Regions from separate parts of the Gossypium hirsutum genome. Here region 2 is linked to region 1. The links are chromatin contacts, called in public Hi-C maps. All regions are on one chromosome and are shown on one strand. The core of a region is the stretch at or near the end of the contact, and the rest is flanking DNA. Distances in the headings are between cores, read along the strand shown. Region 1 holds the start of LOC107939997 (bromodomain-containing protein 7). Region 2 holds the start of LOC107892532.

Region 1 (6,582 bases), core at 2,144-4,643:
ATACGACGGTGACTTACAATATGGTCATATGACCACAAAACTGGTTGAATGCATAAATTTCGTTCTAAAAGGAAAATGTTATTTACCGATAACCTCGGTTGTGCGAGAGACATATTTTTGTTTGGCGACACTATTTTCAAAGTGAGCAGCGAGTTATAAAGGCCAAATGTAGGGAGGCCATGTATGGTTACAGAAGGTATTGTAAGAAATTAACAAGGCCAAGACTCGGGCAAACACAATGCACATTGTGTGCCACGATCACAATAACCTATAGTTTCATGTGGCGGAGTTTGACAAACCGAACCAATGTATTACTGGTGGGCAATATCGTGTACATCTGATAAATAGGACTTGCGATTGTGGGACGTTTGATGCACTTCATTATCCATGCGCTTAGACAATTGTAGCTTGTCAAAATCTCCATTTGATATGTCGACGATGTGTACAATATAGAAAACATGTACAAAGTGTGGAGACACGTATTCCCATCGATCCCAGATGAATGTAAGTGGCCGTCTGTATCACTTGCTCCGTTTAAGTTGTTACCGAATAGAGAATTACGTCGCAAACCAAAATGTTACCTTGTTCGATTAGAATATGTAATAATATGAATATCTGGGAAAGAACGAACCAACAGAAATTATGTGGATGGTGTAAGAACCCAGGTCATACAATTCGATCATGCCCAAACCAAAATAGTTGATAATTATTATAATGAAACGATGTTGCATTATTTTTATTTCACCTTATTCAAAAGAACTTATATTTTATTAAAATTATAAAATAAAAAATTAATTTACTATTAAAATATAAAAAAAACTTCTTTTTTATTAAATGAAATAATATAGAAACAACTTCTACAAGTATATTAAAAACAAATCAATGTATATGCCGGTCGGAATCAGTGCCACATAGGGATGGACAACGATTACGCACTGGATTCCTCTTTGGTTGCTTCGGCGGGGGTTGTGGTTGCTCCGGTGGGGGTTGTTGTTGCTTCGGTTGTGGGTGTTGAGAGGATGACCTACCTTGGTAGAATAAAGAATGTGGAGTTGTTTGCATCATCCATGGCGAATGTGTTTAAATCCCATAAGGCGATGGGGAATAGTAATGAGATGAGCTCCTTGACGGTGCCTCATGCGATCCCTCCGGTGATGATAGCCTATATATCATCGGTTGAGTTGGAGTCATCGAGAAAGGAGATGCACCAGGCCGTGCATTCCAACCTAGCATAGGACTGGAAAAAGTAAACATATATGGGTTAGGATACATATAAAAGCTAGGATACGCACCTGGCATAATCTGAAAGGGCTATGATGTGGGTGTCGTAGGTTGAGGCATTGGGCCCGGTGATTGTGTGGATGCTGTTGATGGGCCGTTGCTGTCATCCCTTATCCTTGGATTTAAAAGGCCTCATCGTTCTCTTTCCACACGGATTTGCCAATGCCTCTGCTCTTCTGATAGCAAATATGACTTGCCATGGATCCTAAACCATGGCATGTCATCCGGGGTGCACACTAACTCTGGGACGATGATCAATTCACGATTAGGTATATGGTCATAACAATTTTTCCAAATTTCGATATATTCAGACCAAAATAACGACCAATTCGTATTCGTTTGCCGTAAGTTGATTCTGTGCTGGTCATCGAGCACCTTAGGTTCCTCAGGAATCGGTTGTCGGAATTTAAATTGTCGTAACACTCTATCCATCTGGTGCATCTTGACAATAGCATAGTTGACCAATGGGACCTTAACATGCTAAATGTTCGGATTTTGAAATAATTCATTCGAAATTACTGCCCGTATTACCGGATCCTCATATGGTGTCCATTGAAACTATGTGAACGAGATAAAAATATTAGTTATATACATAATACTAAATACTAAATACTAAATACTAAAGATGAAACGACTATTTTATGAAACGACTATTTTATGTATATATATTTTATTTAATACTTACTTACGCTTTCGACCGTTGGTCTAATAGAAGCCGTATATCTTTAAGAGTGGTAGGTATTCCAACATAACTCGCCGGGTGGTTCCACCTAATTAAATAAATTTTCAGCATACAATTTTATTTTAAATCTATGGAATAATTGTAAAATCAAATAAAAATTTTACCTTGTTATGAGTGGGAATGTATATGGGTGGTTCACTCGAGGACGTAAGAATGGAAAGCGAAATTGAGCCCATGACTGTAGTAGTGATAGACAACCTCCAATTTTTGCTTTATTTGGTGGCGTCGCCCCGTACATCTCTCGGTACAATGTTGCCAACACAACAGACCCCTAACTAAGTTCGCCAGCTACTCTAAAATCGTAGACACCTCAAATATACAAGGTTTCGTGACAAGTCTGGAATCAGATAACCTCCAATCATCTCAAGGATGTATGCCCGAGCATATCGTATTCTTTCTAATTTAGTCGAATCATTCTCCAGATCTGGGAATGTGTCTCGTAACCAGCTCATCTCAATCCGACCTCCGTAAAAATTATCTGGAATCGCACCCAAAAGATCGTAGCATATGACTCCCCAGTCAGCAGATTGAATGGACCTGGTGAGTGCGGCCCCATCCACCGGCAATCCTAATTGTATTTGGACGTCCTCCAAAGTGATAGTACACTCTCCGCATGGAAGATGGAATGTATGCGTCTCTGGCATCCACCTCTCTATTAATGCGTTGATGAGTTTCGGGTCCAACTTGCACCTTTGGCCTATAATGGCCGCGTGCTAAAAACCCACTTCCCTCAAGTAATTTTCTATCAACGGTGATGGCTGACCAGACATGTTATGAATATAATATTGTAACACCCGATCTACAGGCTGTTATAAAAAATTATAAAATAAAAATTAATTAAAATTACATAAATGAAAAAATATTAAATAATATTCACAAATTAAAATAAACTGTTACCATTTTCATTTGTTCGACGGAGATATGTTTATAATCGAGACGAATTAATTCTCTGACTATTGCTAACACGATCAAATATTTTTGAAATTATAAAAAAAATACTAATTTAGGAAAAAATAAAAGTAAATAACTAGTTACAAAGAGCTTTGAGAAATTTAATAAGAAATTTGAGAGCTTTAGGGAGAAATTGTAGATAATTTTTGCTAAATTATTAAGAAATTTTGTGAGAAAATAATAAGAGAGGAGGGGGTTTTTATAATTTTTGTTTTACCGTTAGAACTCCCAACGGTCAAAAAAATTTAATCGTTGGGGTTGAAAATTTGCCAGCAAAGCGCGCCCCCAAGGGAGTGTTTTGCTGACGTGGCAAAAAACGCTCCCTTGGGGATGCGCTTTGCTGGCACTTTCTCCCTTAAACGCGGCCACGTAGGTGTGTTTTGCCAAAAATAGTCATTTTCGGTAATAATGTTGTAATCGGCTATTTTCATAAATTTACTTAGAAATAGGCCTTTTTAGGTGATTTAGTGAAAGATTAATATTATAAAAAAAGATTACAAATTTAATGTACATGCATGCAATACAGTCTAATAATAAAGACTCAAATTCGTGTCACGTGAGAGTGGGGCACATCCCATCCATTTCACGTGACTTTCCCTCCACGCCGGCATCCTATCCCAGCGATTCCACTCCCCTACTCCATCAAAGAAAAAAAAAATCAATATTTCCATTAAAAAATAACAAAAATAATAAAGGGCAAGAAAAAAAAAAGAATACAGTAATGAGATTGGAGGAGAGATAGCAGCAGAGACAATGAAGAGGAAGAAGGGAAGACCCTCCCTCTTAGAAATCCAGAAACGCTCTCTCAAACAACATCAACAGCAGCAAGCGCTTCAACAAAACCCCCCAAATGTCCTAAACACTATTTCTTCTACCAATTCCAGCCGTCGATCCGCTCGCCGGAACCCCAATCTCCACGGAGGCTCCCCAATTCCCGATTGGATTGCTGGAGGAGATGGTGATGATGATGATGATGACGATGACGAGCGCCAACAGAAGAAGCATAAGCTATTGCTCGGCCTCAATTCTTCTCGTAATCATCACCATTATCCGATTCCTTCGGCTCACAATTCGGCCTCCTGCGGTTCCGATTCGAACGCGGATGGTGGCGATCCCAAGGCATCCCTCAAGCGACGAAAAGTTACCACCCTCAGTCCAGGATCTGATCAAATGGTGATTAGTTATCCATGAATATATATAAAAAATCAAAATAGCTTTTTGTGGGTTTTTGGAAGTGATGTCTTTTGAAACAAAAACAGACAAAACAAGAACGAAAAAAAGAAAAGAAAAAGAGAGATTTTCCTATACTTTGTTTGGATATTTTTATTTATTTCCTTTTTGAAATTGAACTTTTGGATTTCGCGCGTGAATTGAATTCTTGTGATTGGATCGGAGATTATGGACATTGGACAGGTTTGACTAAGTCGTGAAATGTGCTTTTCTTTTTTCTTTTTTGGTTATTTGATATTTATCTTACTCTTTTTTTTTCTTTATTTTCGGAAAACCTGAATTTGTGTTGAAAATCTTCTTTATTTCCTAATTTTACAAATTTTATTCTTTATTATCTTGTATTTATCTGGCCTTTATTTATGTGCAGAATAAGATATGCACAGACCATCATGTCTGAAGACCCAAAAGCTTCAATTTGTCTTTTCTTTAATATTAAGAATAATTCGCTTATCAAAAACAAAAGAATAGTTCTACTTTTTTCCCCCTTTAATTTCTGCTCTCTTGTACTTAGCTTTGCTTTGTTGTAGCTTTTTAATGCTACTTTTCATCACCAATTCTTCAATGAACAAGGCAAACAATCTCCATCTGTAGTTTCTATTTGGGGTGTTAAATATGTTTGTCTTGTTTGCAGGGAGAAAAAGTATCCAAAACTACGCACACACTTCATGGTAAAAATCAATCCCGACTTTCATGAAAAGGCATTTATGGGAATTCTTAAATTTATGTTATTTTTATGTGGACAGGGTCACCGGTGGAGTTTGGCCCCACGACACCTTTGCCAGACAAAAAGTTGTTGCTGTTCATTCTTGACAGGCTTCAAAAGTATCTGTTATTTTCGGTTCTTCAATTATCCTTTTTCTTTTATCCTATTTTTTTATGAGATTTATCTACTACTTGCAGGAAGGACACTTACGGGGTTTTCTCTGAGCCAGTTGATCTCAAAGAGGTTCATTCTCTTTTTCGTTCTTGAATAAAATGTCGATTACTGAAAAGTGAAATCCCATTTCATGTGATCATGTTGGATTGATCTCAATACAGCTTCCTGATTACTGTGACATTGTCGCAAACCCAATGGACTTTTCGACGGTCAGGAAAAAACTTGATGGGGGAGCTTATACAACCTTGGAACAATTTGAGGTTTGTTTTGCTAGACTTCACTTTGCTAATATGGATAATGTTATCTATCTACCCTGGTACAAGGTGTACATGACTGGCTGGTTGTTGCTGATTAAGTATATTTTCTGGATTTTTGTGTATATAATAACAGTTAAGTTTTACCATGATTCTGGCAAGTCCTTGTAGAATAAGGAGGCATTCTATGTCTTATGGGGTTACTGTATAGATGGATCCTTGTTGTACTTGCTTTTACTTATTTATTCTTTTAAATTTTATATAATATAGAAGTTCATTGGCATTGCCTATGGTCTGCCCATAATTTCTGGAATATTGATTGCCGAACTTCATGCTTAGTTTGGTATCATAACAGCATACTCTTTTCGTAGAAGACAACTTTATATGCTGTGAGTTGCTTTTTGAGGTTTACTAAGATGATAAAATCGTAATGAAATGATTTTAGTTTGTATAATGGCACTGGGCTTGTCCGGTGAAGATAGTCTTTTGATTCAATTTCGCAGACGTCATAATAATAGAACTTCTTTTAGGGGATTTGTTTTCCAGCATATGCTTTACACTCAGGATACTTGATGTTGCAAGGACTGGAATTGAAACTTTTAAGTTTGATTCATGCAGAAAGATGTTTTTCTGATATGCTCGAATGCCATACTGTATAATGCACCAGACACAGTTTATTTTCGACAGGTTTGGTCAGCCTTATCTTTATATTAATTCTTTTGTTTTGGTACCCCAGTTTCTATCATTTTAAGCATATTGACTGGTTGGTTAGGCACGATCAATGCAAGAGCTGGCTAAAAAGGACTTTGAGAATTTGAGGCAAGATAGTGATGAAGGTGAACCACAGCTGAAAGTTGTGAGGAGAGGAAGGCCACCTGGAAAGAGTCTCAAAAAGTCATTGGAGTCATTGTCTTCTGACCGTGTTGGTTCCGAGTTTTCCTCAGATGCAGCTCTAGCTTCTGGAACAGATGCTTCCGGCCTTCCCAATACTTACAATTTGAGGAAAGGACTTGGTTTACAAAAGCACCAGCCTGCTGATACATTAACTAGGCCCTCCTTGGGTTCTCATAGCAAGGAAAATTATGCCAATTGCTCTTCTGAATGGGAGAATGAATTTCCAGGTTTGGTATCTATTTGGTAGTGTGACTTTAATACATATATATATGTATATATATCCTTGATTCTTTAACATTTTTAAGGTGAAATGTTATATTGCACTGTTCTTATGCATATTGATTTATTTTCTC
Region 2 (6,582 bases), core at 2,040-4,539, 280 kb before region 1:
TGATCAAACAACTAAGTCATCATCGCGAAAAACACATTTCTAAATGCATTTTTTGTATTACCCAAGTTGTTGGCAGTAGTAGCTTGTTCTTAGGTAGGCACATGACTTTTCGTTTCCTCATAACGACTTATTTAGAGCTATCAGACATTTTCTTATCTCAATACAAAAGAAGATTTATCATAGTACAAAGCATTAAGGACTAAGCTAGAGGTGTAATATGTATGATAGGAGTGTGACATTGCCTTCAGTTTTTTTGAGAACTAGCTAAACCTTAGCTCTGATTCCAAAACTTGAAACACTTCAAACTCAATCCTTAAGGAGGACCCAATAATATTATGTCACTACTTTAAACCATTATCATAAAAAATGTTTTTGGTGCAACTAACTTAAACTATAGTTTACGGTGATATGAAGTATAAACCATTTGACGTACAAAACTAATTAAAAGAGCACATTGTATCACTATAAATACTTAATTGTAAATTCATTAGAATCACACTTTCGTGAACATAAGTTTAAATACAAGATTCATTCTTCAAAATTAAACATCTTGACATCACCCCGCTATGTCATGCATAATACAAAACACTAGAAATCTCACAACACAAATTGTCTTCTGGCATAGTCCAACAACACTTCTTTTACTTCTACAACAAACCTGAGAATGAGAGGTAATTAACCAAGTTCAAAGAACTTAGTGAGTTCCTAAAGAAAACATATCAAATATTTACTAATACACCCAAATGCACCATTTCAAAGAGTCAAACAATCACACTATATGCTAGATGGCGAGTACCGTACACAGACAATCTATATGCTTGTTACCTTTCCTTTGGCGTATACAGTACACCCATGACACCATTTAGACAAACTTTCTTCATGTTAACTATGTACTCAGATCCTTCAGTTAGAGCCATATCATTTATTTCTTTTGTTGTGATTTGACAATCTGGTTTGCAACGTAAAATTGCCCTACTAGAGGCTACATAACATTTTTCATGTATCGCGGTCTACTAGTTCAATGTCCAGTCCATTCAAGACAATGCCATGAATATATTTTCCTTAACCATCATATCTATGATTCAGTTCAAATCATTCTTGCCAGAGTAAAAGGTAATGGTTGCCAAAGTAAAAGGTAATGGTTTAAACATGAAGAATAGTCTTTACTCTTTAACACAGATACGCCAACTCCGAACAACCATCATTCATATACAGACATTTCATCTTTATAGGGTATGAATGCTTACCTTAAGCAAAATATTAACAAAGACAATACACACATGGATGTAAGATGGAACTCACCAGAAAGTGCAATAAGTCTAAATAGTAGGACCTTTACCCTTATCACAAGAACCTTCAAGAGTATCTTGAGCTATAATATAGATAGTTAAACTTATCATATCGCTATACCATAAATTAAATATGCTTGCAAGAAACATAATCATAAAACCCAGATTTAGGAAGTTTCCTTCCTTACATACAAATCTAACACTAAAGCATGCATTGGTGAGATCACGTAAATAACCAAGAAAATAACCTAAAGTTCATCAATAGTTGTCAGGGTGCTAAAATGAACGAATAAGTTGGCTAAATACAGCAAACCCAACTTCAAGTAGGTTTCTGGTCTTAAGTTTCAGAAAGAGTGAGAGTAGAGAAAAATCTAGAAGCAAAATAAATGCGAAGAAGACATGAAACTTGCCCTAGAAGTCACTACTAACTTTATAGAAGTCACTACTAACTTTATAAAGTAAGGTTTAGTGGAAAAGTCAAATTATCCCACTAACCCTCCCTCGATAATCGTGACTAAGTACTCCACCATAATTTTAGTCTTATCAACTATAGTAACTTAGTTCCATTCTAACTAGTTCTCATTAGACTAACTAAATCGTCACACCCAAAAATAATAACTAATTTTATCAAATTACGAACTTAACTTAAACGCCTAAACAACTGGGGTGGCGTATACTCCACAGGAGAGTTTACCAAACTACTGAGCTCGCCAAACACAAGATTCGCCAGTTGATGCATTCACAGAGTCTTATACTTAGTTAAAACTAATACCTTACTCATTCAAATTTTACTTCAAATACCATATCTCTATAAATAGTAACAGAATACTAGAACTTCGTTGGGTGGGCAGTTACATATATAGTGATTAAGGACACCTCAACAACCAATTCTTCCTTAATCGTAAATAATCGTGGGAACCACCCAATGATTAACCCTTATCGAATGAATAACCCCAAAAGATGCTTTCACGACTTAATCCATCAGCGGCCTTACAAGCTAGAAGAATCATACTCTAGTTAACGATCTCAACCGCGTGAATCATTTAAATTAGATCACTTAATCCCACGACGTCACCCAACTGCACTACCAATCGAACCTCACCAACTTGTTCTTCGGTAAAGTAATTCGGCACCAAATTAATTGTACCAACTGTGTATTGTTCCCAACACTGTATAAAGGATCCTTCTTGACACAGAGCTAAAAACAATACTATGAGACGATCCTTTCTATCTCTTGACTTGGAGAAAAAACAAATACCTTAACGAGAAGGGTTAAACACGATTTCGGATCTCACAACTCAAATACCAAATTTTGGTTTACCTTTGGTTAGAAATTGATTTAGTTGCTCATAATAAAAAAAATAACAAAGGAAATATAATTGAATAAAGCGAAAAAAAATAAAATAGAAAAAGAAAAGAAAAGAAAAACAGTAGAAAGGCACAACGCCAAATTGAATAAAGCACATAAATATGTCAAGTTGGTACACTATCGATTGTCTAGGTTGATTTAACAATTTTAAGTGGATTCTCTGCCAAAAGCCATTCACTTTGCTCGGTTAAAATCAATTTGCAAGCATACAATGGGAGTTGTATCATGTTTTAGTTGAATTAATTTGATTTTAGAACGTTGGATTATATCACACTCACGTGTGTAAAAGTAAAATCTTTATGTAAAAATATGTTTATAAAAATGTTAATAATAAATGAGCTATAGGTAGAGGGGTAAAGATTTTATATACAAATTTTCGTCAATTCCAGTTTGATTCTTTGACCTCTATTATTTTTTAGTGTTTTAAATTTTTTTAATTTATATAAAAATAAAAAATAAAATATTATAATAATATTTATAATTTTTTAAAAATATTTTAAATTAAATTTATAATTTTTTCGATTAAATATATATATTTATTAAATTAATATTAAAATAACTTGTAACACTGCATGACAGAATTGGAGTATTGGACTACAAATTCTGAACCAGCACACAAACCCTCATGATGTCCCAGAACTGATAAATATCTATATTTCAGAAATATAAGTAAACAACGGGCGCCATTGAAGAAGTTAGGCCTGGCCCAACAACTTCCACCGCAGGGCTTATCAAAGTCAAAATCAACTTCCCTGCTTTCAATTCTCACCAGCTTCCTTTCCTTTGTATTTCTCTCTCTCTCTCTCTCTCTCTCTCTCTCTCTCTTAAATTATGACTATCCTCTCTAATTCTTTGGTTTTACCCACAAGTCTTCCATTCCAATTATCTTCTTCTGGTAATATAATTCCTTTACTTCATCTCTCTTCTTTTTTCCTTCTGATCTTCTTTTTTTCTGTTCATTCGTTCTAATCAACTTTATTTTAAATGGAATATAATTCAACTTCTAAGTTCTAATGCATAATAAATTAATACTCTCCTCTTCTTTCTTGCTTAGGCCGTCGGATTTATTGCACTAGCTGAAAACTTTTAGCTGCATTTAGTTCTACACTAGTCATTTCCATGATTTTTTTTGGGTTCAAGACCCTGCTTAATTTTGATTTCCCTAAACTGTACTTGTTATTTTTTATTTTTTATTCAGTGAAATAAGATAGTAATGCAGAAAAAAATTTTGAAGGAATATGATCCATCATCGCTGTATTTGTGGACTTTGATTAAATTTTCAATATTGAAGCTGTGGGAGGGTAGTAGAATAATTACAATAGGCCTTATTCATTCTTTAAATATGTTAGCATACTTGTAAAATATTTGACTTGGTGTACCCTTAAACCCTGGGGCAATAACCGACTGCAAATGCTATAAGCTAAAGATGAAAGATAACGATTGGATTCGCTAAAGGTAATAGCTTGGTTGGAATTGATTGTTTGACATGACGCTCATGATTGTTTGTTTATTTTAGTTCAGCCGTTCAGATCTTTTACAACAAGAATCTGGGTTTTAGTGTTGATTCAGATTTTTAGATTATATCATCATTATCGTCATCATGTTCATGTCCATTCTTTGAAATCAGAAAATTGGTTGTCTTTGCTCTTTATACAAACGCAAAACTAAACTAATATTAATTCTATTTTCTATTATATGTCTACACCAAAGCTGTATCATTGTTTTGTTCCTTACTTTTTTTTGTGTGTGTGTTTAGGCTCACATTTAAAGACAGCAGGGGGTGCTAGTCCCACAAACTCGTCATTCAATTCTAATGGCTTAGGAAAACTGCATCTTTCTTCCTCTAGAAGGCCAGTAGTAACAGTTCAAGCTTCCTACAGGTATCATCACTGATCACGTTCGGAGCACAAGAATGCATAATAGTACGTACAAGTAGTCCTGTAACTGGCACCTACTAATGAAAGCATTATCAACTAAATACTTAAGTTCTATGTTGGTCTAACTTTTTATTTTTCTTCAAGTGTATGTTTCAGACACATTTGGATTGGATATGGAGAGATGACACTCCAAAGACCATCCAAATACTTAGAAAATTTTGAATATACCCATGTCAAAGACATACATGTAACAGACGTTCATATCTAAGTCTTGAGTAACATACCTTAAGTTTGTTATGTTGTTTTTGGATGTTCTGTTGTGGACATTAATATTATAGAAATACTCAGTGGGAGTCTCTCTTCTTGTGTCCTTAGTGATGGTGAAAGACCAAGCAGTGCAAGCATCTTTGTTGGAGGTTTTATTTTGGGAGGACTTGTGGTTGGTGCACTTGGATGTGTATTTGCTCCCCAGGTGATATTAGCATTGCAAATGGATGCAAAATTGCACTAAAATATCTCCTTGTTTCTCCATTATGTATATTTGTTATCTGTTCGAGTGAAATAAAACACCTCCATTGATTCATCAATTCGTTCTGGTTTTATAGTTTCTGATTTTTCTATTTAGATGATTCAGACCTGCAGAACTCTGGGAAATATTATTTGTGTTTGGCTTTTTGTATAACCTGCACTATTTATTTTCATGGCTTATACGATGTTCAATTTGGGTTTTCTTGTTATTCTTCAATAGATCAGCAAGGCAGTAGCTGGAGCTGATAGAAAGGATCTAATGAAGAGACTACCTAAATTCATATATGATGAAGAAAAAGCTTTGGAGGTAACTCCCCCCCACCCCCCCCCCGCCCACACCTTTTTTGTCTATAATTATTGGCGTCTGAAGGACCAGTGATTACGGATTAAACATGCGTCCTCTAAATGGTAATGAGTGGGGTTTGTGTTGCAGAAAACACGAAAGATACTGACCGAGAAGATTGCTCAGTTGAACTCTGCTATTGATGATGTTTCTGCTCAGCTTCGATCCGAAGATGCTCCGAATGGAGTTGCGGTGAACTCTGATGAAATTGAAACTGCCATATGAATGGGCTACCTTGTTATTATTCAGATGCTGTTTTAACACTTATCTGATATTGTTATCCTCGGTATGAAATAATATGTGAATTTATTGTAATTTTCCCTGTTTTCAAGTAAACAGTGTCTGTCTCTTCACTATGTTACGGGGTGGTTGTTGCACAAATGCATACTATACTTCACATTAGATATTCAATTTCCTAATATGATCTTCAGTTCTTCACCACCATAAAAGATGATCTCAAACTTACCCACAAATTTGCTTGTTCTTTTTTTTTTAATATAATTATTCTTTTATTATTCCCAACAATTTCTTTGCGGTGTGGTCGTTCTGGAAAATTGAAAATAATGCAAGGGCACTAAAGGAAAAAAGAACGGATGGAGGAGCTGTGGCTCAAATCTATTCATGAGCCGAGTTTTAGATCTAAAAACACATTCTTATCTCGTATATTTGCCACAAAACGTCCCTTCAGTTCACTGTTAGTAAAACTTAGCTAAAAACACCTTTAAGTCTCTATCAATTGGGAAAATTGGTTTTCTTTTTTAAATAATTAATCTCCATATTAATATTTTCTGTCAATTGTACCTGATTTTGATTAATTTAATAATAAATTTAATATTTGATGTTTACGTATCTTGTATGAATGCTAATAGATTGTAAAAATTTTAAAAATTAAATTTAATAAATCATGACTAAATTGATAATATGTGTATATTTTATAAGCTAAATAAAAAATGTACAATTGATTAAAAACATAATCGTTATGAGTCCTCTCAAAAATTTCAAAGATCAAATTAGTCTAATATTCAATTTACTTAATATTGAAACCTAAAATTTGTGCAATAACTAGCATTAAAGCCCCCGTTCATTTATTTCAGTACTAGAGTTATTCTTTTTTCAGAAACAGAGAATACTAGTTATCCACGTTTTACTTTTAAATTATTAGGGAATCGACATGTG

The links. Hi-C and Micro-C count contacts between places; a contact is called where the count stands out from the background.
Region 2: a Hi-C map of leaf shows a contact between it and region 1, with 2.1 times the contacts expected there. The contact joins the promoter of LOC107892532 here to the promoter of LOC107939997 in region 1. A contact is called at or near these places in 4 of 34 Hi-C or Micro-C datasets (all in leaf).

Annotation. Positions count from the first base shown.
Region 1 is chrA02:33,589,842-33,596,423 of Gossypium_hirsutum_v2.1, reverse strand. It overlaps LOC107939997 (bromodomain-containing protein 7), which reads left to right and starts at 3,393. Exons shown (of 10, transcript XM_016873409.2): 1 at 3,393-4,147; 2 at 4,836-4,872; 3 at 4,948-5,026; 4 at 5,105-5,150; 5 at 5,243-5,341; 6 at 5,954-6,022; 7 at 6,108-6,456. The coding sequence starts at 3,728.
Region 2 is chrA02:33,866,061-33,872,642 of Gossypium_hirsutum_v2.1, reverse strand. LOC107892532 reads left to right here and starts at 3,289. Exons shown (of 5, transcript XM_016817605.2): 1 at 3,289-3,553; 2 at 4,415-4,538; 3 at 4,911-5,007; 4 at 5,284-5,370; 5 at 5,497-5,762. The coding sequence starts at 3,490. The coding sequence ends at 5,631.